Regions from separate parts of the Mus musculus genome. Here region 2 is linked to region 1. The links are chromatin contacts, called in public Micro-C maps. All regions are on one chromosome and are shown on one strand. The core of a region is the stretch at or near the end of the contact, and the rest is flanking DNA. Distances in the headings are between cores, read along the strand shown. Region 1 holds the start of Chn1 (chimerin 1). Region 2 overlaps Chn1os3 (chimerin 1, opposite strand 3).

Region 1 (3,368 bases), core at 314-2,813:
TTAAAAAAGTTTTTGTTTTTAGATGTGAAAAAAATTTTTTTGGTGTGCTTATGTGTACTTTTCTAGGAAGAAGGGAAGTATTTCTTCTAGATACTCCTGGTTGAGACAATGGGCTCTCTAGATACTGATTTATCTGGTTGCAGATTGGATCAGCAGAGATACTATCATGGCTGTAAAATCTGTCCAACAAAGCCTTCTTGAATTTTCATTTATCTTGATGAACTGTAATTTTTTTTTCTCAAGAAAAAAAGGGAGGAGTGCATAAAATCAAAAGGAGATTATTGAAAATAATGTTGTAAAATGTTGGTGATTCCAAGAAATATTTTTATACCAGTAGCTAATGAAAATCTATTTAATGTAAGATCAGGTGCCTAGACGTTTGTTCACTCAGGCTGATTATTTTAATATTTCTTTCTTTTTTGAGTTAACTGGCTTGAAACAAAAGGCTTGGCTCCTCCTTTCTACCGGCTTTTCTTCTTTTCTGATGCTTGAGTGTGCTGTGAAATGATGATTGATTAGCTGCACTCTGTTTGAGGTAGTAATTAGCGTTTTATAAAGATTTGATTCCTGAGATATATTAAATAACACAATAACTAGTTGAAATTTAGAGAAAAGAGGAAAAATGACACCAGGGAACGCGAGGAGCCTGCAAAACAAGAAGTGCACGCAGGAGAAAATGAGGACTGAAGATTAAACAAACACGATTACACACCCAAACACTAACAAACCCTAGACAGAGAAAGTAGGAGGGAAAAGGACTATTTTTATACAGAACAAAGGTAGCAACGAGAAATAAAGTGAAAAACATCACAGTTGAGCCTTTAAAAAACAAACAAACAAAAATCCAAACCCTCAAGCGTTGGATGCCCTCTCGCTAATTAAGGCGACGACAAGGCGAGTAGAAAACACCAGAGCTAGAGACAGTGCCTGTGATTGTCAGATAAAACCCAAAAGCTCCGGGGAATCTTTTGTGGCAGAGACTCGCCAGGCAGCGAGGAACGCTGATGTTTCCCTTAGACAACATCCACAAGGTATAACGTAAAAAAAAAAAAAAAAAAAAAAAAAAAGACACAGTGGCTTTAAGCACCTGCCTTCTAACAGTTATTTTAGATAATTCCCGATGCATTTCAATTACCCGATTCCGGGTATACAGATCGGAAACAAGAGGGGCTCCACCAACCCAAGGGAATGTTAGCAGCATTCACAGGCAGGGACCGCTCGCCGGTTAACCCTGAGGGCGCCGGCAGGAGCTCTATCCTCAGACGAACCCTGGTCCTCAGGAGACCCCGCCTGCCCGCGAGCCCGAGCATCCTCCGCTCTGCTCTCTCATCCCATCCCATTCAAGAAAAATCCCGGGATTTCAGGAGCTGCACCCGCTTAGCCCGGGGCGGCTGTTGCCGTCGCCCCGGGGGTGCGCCTGTTGGGCTTGGGGTGGGGGGCGCAGCCTCACTCTAGGCGCGGCGGATGGGGCGCGTCCCCGTGGGCCGTGCGCGCGCCCGTTGCCATGGTAACGCGCGCTCGGCCGCCCGAGGGGCTGGCGGGAATGCGGCGCGCTCTGGCAAGATGGCGTCGGCGAGGTCGCGGGGTGCGCGGTGAGCGCCGGCCGCCGTCGCTCCGCCCGGCCGGTCGCGCCTCAGGTCCGCCCGCCCGCGCGCGCCCCGCGGGCCCATGGCGGCGACAGGTGCGGGCGCGCGGCGGCTTGCCGGGCTGCCGCGGGCCGGGCGCGCCCCTCGCTAACGCGCGCGTAACTTTTCCTCGCTGCGGCCCCCCGCGGCCTCCGCGCCACGCCCCCCGGGCCGCCGCCCCGCCGAGGTGCCGTCTGCCGGCCGCCGCGGGAGCGAGGAGCGCTGGGCGGCGCGGCTCCACCATGGCTCTGACCCTGTTCGGTGAGTGCCGTCCCCGGCTCCCCGCCGCGGGTGGGCCGCGCCCCGGAGTCGCGTGCGGGCTTGGGGGGGCGCGGGGCGGGCGGGCCGCCTTGTCGGGGCTCCTGGAGCGCGGCCCCGCGCGCCGCTCCCATTGTCTCCTCTCAGGCAGGGCAATGGGCGTGAGCTCCCGGGCCAGTCCTGGGGTCGGGGTGAACACACCGTGCCTCTCTCACATACCAACTTGAGAGGGAAGTTGGCTAGTTGTTTGCAAACCAATTTTCCCTAAGTCGGTAAATAAAGATCCTGGAAAGTTTATTATTATTATTGTTATTATTATTTTGAATAAGATGCGAGAGCATCCCTAGCTTCTCTAGAATTGCCCCGTCCGTGTGTTGCTTCCTGTTGGATTGTTGGGCATTTTGGGGGGACTTGGTACATTGCATTGGAAACAAGAATAATATGTGAACCTAATTTGTTATTGGTTAAAATGTGTGCTCTGAGGAAAGAGGGCAGAAGAAAGTTGGTTACTGTAAGGTAACTGTATTGTTTGGGAAGTGATATTTTGTGGATGTAGTTACTTAACACTATTGTTTCAATGGCTAAGACAGTTTGCAATGACAGTGGGTTGGGGGAAAAGCACTGAAAAGGGACATTTCTTTTTCTTTTACAAAAAACAGACCTTGGTACATCATTTCAAGAGAACTCAGTATGTCAAAACTTAGATTTGCAAAGAATTCAGTTTTTCAAAGTAGGAAGGTGCAATGATGTATTAGGAATAACCTATTATTAATATCCAAGCACATTTCTCACAAGTTATTCGGCATATCCAGTTTCCAGTTAAGTTTTAATTATGTCATCTGACCAGGCACAGTTATGTTGTCACATACCATAAATGCTTTTTGTTGTAAATACCTCCAAGTGAATTCAGCTGCTGGCATCAGTTACTTCTGTTTCTTCTTTCTCTGGAAAATAATATCTTTACTTTACCTTGTATTTAATCTGCATTATTTAATGGAAATGGGGACTTTTTTGTACAAAGGTTACAAATGCTATAAGACTGTACCCTTAGCTTATATTTTCTTTAGAAGCAATGGCTGTGGCTGGTTAGCAACTGTTGCAGCGAATGCACAGCAGTAAGATTTCCAGAGGAAATCTTCAGACTGTATTGGAACAATTGATCTGTCCGGGTTTCTAATGACATATTCTGCATTTTTTAAGGGTTTCAAAGTAAATTGTACTCATCTAGTATTTTCTAGAACACTGACATTCCTGATAAGCAAGGCAGTTAAACTGGGGACACAATACACTTTTTAAAAGATTTTTAGCTTGTAAGCCTTTACCTAGGTGGAAATAAGTAAAAGAAGGGCATGAAATTGTTACCTGTGTGGGAAACTGTTCCCGTCCCTCAGCAGGAATGACTTGGTTTCAGTGTTTTGATATGTGCTTGTGAAAAATAGAATTCAGTTTGCATAAATACACTTTGCTACAATGCGAACGTAGCAT
Region 2 (3,368 bases), core at 599-3,098, 170 kb after region 1:
GTTGTGGTGGTTGTTGGTACTAGTACTACTAATACTACTAAAAGGAGGGCGAGAAGGGACAGAAGAGAAAAAGAAAGAAAGTTATACTGTCAAGCATCCGCCAGAGTTAAGAAGCTTTCGGGTTTGGAGACAGGATCTCGCTCTGTACCCAGTCTGGCATAGGACTTACTATGTAGCAGGTAAGATTCAAACTTCTCAGTGTTGGGGTTACATGCCAGACCTCAAAATACCTTTTTATTATCCTAAACTATCAGATTAATTTTTGGAGTTAAATGAATCATAATTTAAATAAGGCACACTATATTACATGTGGTTGCCATGGCTTAATGTATGGACGGATCCTCCACTGTCTTGCAATTCATTTGTTGAAAAATACCAATACTGATTTGGAATTTTCCCAATTATTGCATTTGCCAATTATATCCTGTGTGTCATTTGACATGTTCCTCTGGTCCTTGTTTCTCTATAAACTGGGAATTGTATGAAGCTTTGAGCTGCCTACTGCCTTAGAGGTGGGGACTCTGTTGCCCAACCTGGCCTTCAGCTTGTGGCTTGAGCAGTCTTCCTGCCTGGTCCTCCTGAGCAGATGGGACTACAGAAGTGCATTGTGGGGCTTGCTATAGGCCTTCACCCCAAAAACTTCCATGGAAGTGGCATGAGTGCTGGAGATCTCTTGGGTTTGTTGTTGCTTGATTTATTTTATGTGTATAGGTGTTTGCCTGCATGAATGTCTGTGTACCATTTGTGGAGACCAGGAGACATCTTTGGATTCCCTGGAAATACAGTTGTAGATGATTGTGGGCTACCTTGTGGGTGCTGGGAATTGAACCCAGGTCCTCTGCAAGAACAACCAGTGTTCTTGTTCTAAAGAGCCTCAAATGAGCACTTTTTATCACTCAAAATTGCTAACCTACCTGATTCCTCCCAAGAGCCATAGATCTGTCTCACACAAGTGTCAGAGATGTACTGTGGAGAGTCAGTGGATACTTTCACAGGGAAGAGTCTCAGAGCCCCAGACCTGTATCACTCTATCTAGCCCAGCTTTACAGAAATGCCCTGGCCCTGTGAATCTGACTGGGGAGATACAGCAGGCGCTGTCCACACTGGGGCTCTGACTTGCTGACAGTAGCTGCCTCATGTTTCAAGCGGCTGATGTAGGTGGGCCTTCTCTTCTGACTGCCCTAACTCCCATGCCCCAGAACCAACTGTCCCCTCTACAGCTGCAGGAGACAGCCCTCTGTGGAGTCAGCTTCTTACCACATAGCATGCAGCAGCCAGAGCCTGTTCAAAGTCTTTCTGTAACTTCCTTCACACTTAAGGCCACGTTCCTCACCATGGCTACAAGGCCAGCTGTCTCTGGACCCACTCCTCTAACCACATCTTTGTCACCTGAGCCACTTGGGGAGCAATTTTTAGCTCCCTACTTCAAATCCCTAAGTTTAAGTCTGAAGTGGGACCCAAGAATTTGTATCTCTAACTACATGCAGGTGATGCAGATACTGACCCAGGATCTTGCTCTGGGAACCACTGCCCTGGGACTTCTAGGGTCTAGCTGTCCCCTAGATCACTGCAGGCCAATGAAATCCAAGGGTATGTTGGCAAGTCCCGGACAGACAGCATCCCAGGCGATTCTAATGGTCCCCTAGTGCTAGCTGTGCCAGCTTCATTTCCTCTGGGTATGTTACAATGCACGAGGAATTTGCTTCAAGTATAATCAAATAGCAAACAAGGGAGAAACAACTGAGATTCTACACAAAGAAACAAGGAGGCAAGGCACAGGCAGGCACACAGGGCCTTGGAGGGAAGCAGTAGTTAATCAGTGGCCAAGGATTAGCCAGTAGAATAGCATCCTAGGTCATGGTCATGGCGTGACTCACTGGTTTCCACCTGGCCCTAGTGATTCAGTGTAAGAGCACTGCCTGGATTGCAGCCATTGTAGGGGTTGTTGGCTCTGGAGTGCTTTGGCATTGCAAAGGGAAGTCCTTTGAACTCTTCGAGGAACTGGCTAGGCATGGAAAGACAGTCTCTCTAATACATGGAGAATAGAGAAAATAATTAGTCCAAAGTCTGTGCTTTTCTCCAAAGTCACTTGCCCCACATCTGACTCTGTCCTCAATACAGTCTTATTCACTTTTGATTCTAAATTGTACAACTCACTAAATATAAATTGGTACTAAGTCAGAAAAAAAGACATTAGATTTTGTAGAAATCAGAATGAATCACATAAACACCTTATTAATTAGAACCCTTTATTAGGAGACTATAGAGGATCCCTAGAAACCACTGAAGGACATCCTTATGTAACAGGAATAAACTCAAGGCCCTGACACCCCAACAGTGGTTTTGGTAGAGGAGATCAATAGCTTCCAGAATTCTTCATTCCCTAGTTGAGACTAAAGACTATGAATTGTTCTGAGAGCCATCTGTGGGAGCTCGTAACTGGTACCCCAAAGTGAGAAGTGAGTTGATATACTCCTGCCCTTGTCACGAGGTTGTGGTTGGTTAGCACATACTTAAGACTCCCCTTCAGATCAAGGTCCTCTGAAAGGTGACTAAGTTACACGGAGGGGAGGAGGGAGGAAGTCAGGCTGGTTGGTCTAGGTTGCTGCAGACAGATTTCTTCTACACCCCCCCCCCCCGCCCCGTCCCTCTAGCTTCTCAGATCACATAGCCATCTGCAAAGGGAGCTAGAGGCTTTCACATTGCAAACATATACGGTTTCAAGTCTGACTATGGGTTATAGAAAGAAAAAAAAATCTCCTTGCCAGTATCCCATGAGCCACCATTTTTTTTTTCTTCTTGTTTTAACTTTAGAATGGGGAGAAACAAAGGACTGGTAGAAGTTTGTTCTGAGGAGTTTTCACAAGCAAGGATGGCCCAGGGCCTACCTACTACACATACTCAGACACACACACACACCGATCACTCCACAGGTGGATGTTAAGGAGCCTACCAGGGACCCAGCAAGGACAGGCCCCACTTTGCTTTTGCTTGAGATATAGAGAAATATGCCCACCACCACCCCCTCCCTCTCCCCTCCAAAACCTGGTCAAACACGAGGTAATACAGGTGATAAGGTCCGTGAGATCTGACAGCAATGCTGGAGCTTTTCCTGTGCTAAAACCTGGGCCCAATCCCCCCAAACAACATGCTCGTCTCAGAGCACAGCCAAGGTTTTCTATGGTGTTACAGGAAGAGGCCACAGCTTGTAATTGGAAGCCAAGCTTACTGGTTATAAACACCACATTGTGAGCAGAGGAGAGCACTGCCGACCATCCAGGGCTGAACCCCATAATTGCTCAAATTGAAGGCCTGCTCTTTCATACGCACAACCACCAGACCTTCCCTGTGGTCAGCAGGGGAGGACG

Evidence for each region. Hi-C and Micro-C count contacts between places; a contact is called where the count stands out from the background.
Region 2: a Micro-C map of muscle stem cells shows a contact between it and region 1, with 4 times the contacts expected there. The contact joins the enhancer-like site here to the promoter of Chn1 in region 1. A contact is called at or near these places in 17 of 39 promoter capture datasets (the C10 cell line, the HPC-7 cell line, HPC-7-derived erythroid cells and 11 more), 4 of 484 Hi-C or Micro-C datasets (the N1E-115 cell line, embryonic stem cells, muscle stem cells and 1 more), 14 of 115 datasets of contacts at active chromatin or transcription factors (the NIH/3T3 cell line, craniofacial prominence, embryonic basal ganglia and 8 more) and 4 of 9 other capture datasets (adipose tissue, embryonic stem cells, liver and 1 more).

What each region holds. Positions count from the first base shown.
Region 1 is chr2:73,773,541-73,776,908 of GRCm38.p6, reverse strand. It overlaps Chn1 (chimerin 1), which reads left to right and starts at 1,563. Exons shown (of 13, transcript NM_001113246.2): 1 at 1,563-1,886. The coding sequence starts at 1,868.
Region 2 is chr2:73,607,776-73,611,143 of GRCm38.p6, reverse strand. All of the region lies in intron 1 of Chn1os3 (chimerin 1, opposite strand 3), which reads right to left. Chn1 (chimerin 1) reads left to right here. Exons shown (of 13, transcript NM_001113246.2): 13 at 1-484. Among named protein-coding and RNA genes, the nearest start is that of Chn1os3, 13 kb to the right of the region's middle. Within about 2 kb of position 1,848, at least 57 of the 459 cell types and tissues checked have an H3K27ac peak or open chromatin away from gene starts, as enhancers often do. A contact at or near this core is called in the N1E-115 cell line, muscle stem cells and neural stem cells, where this site is marked.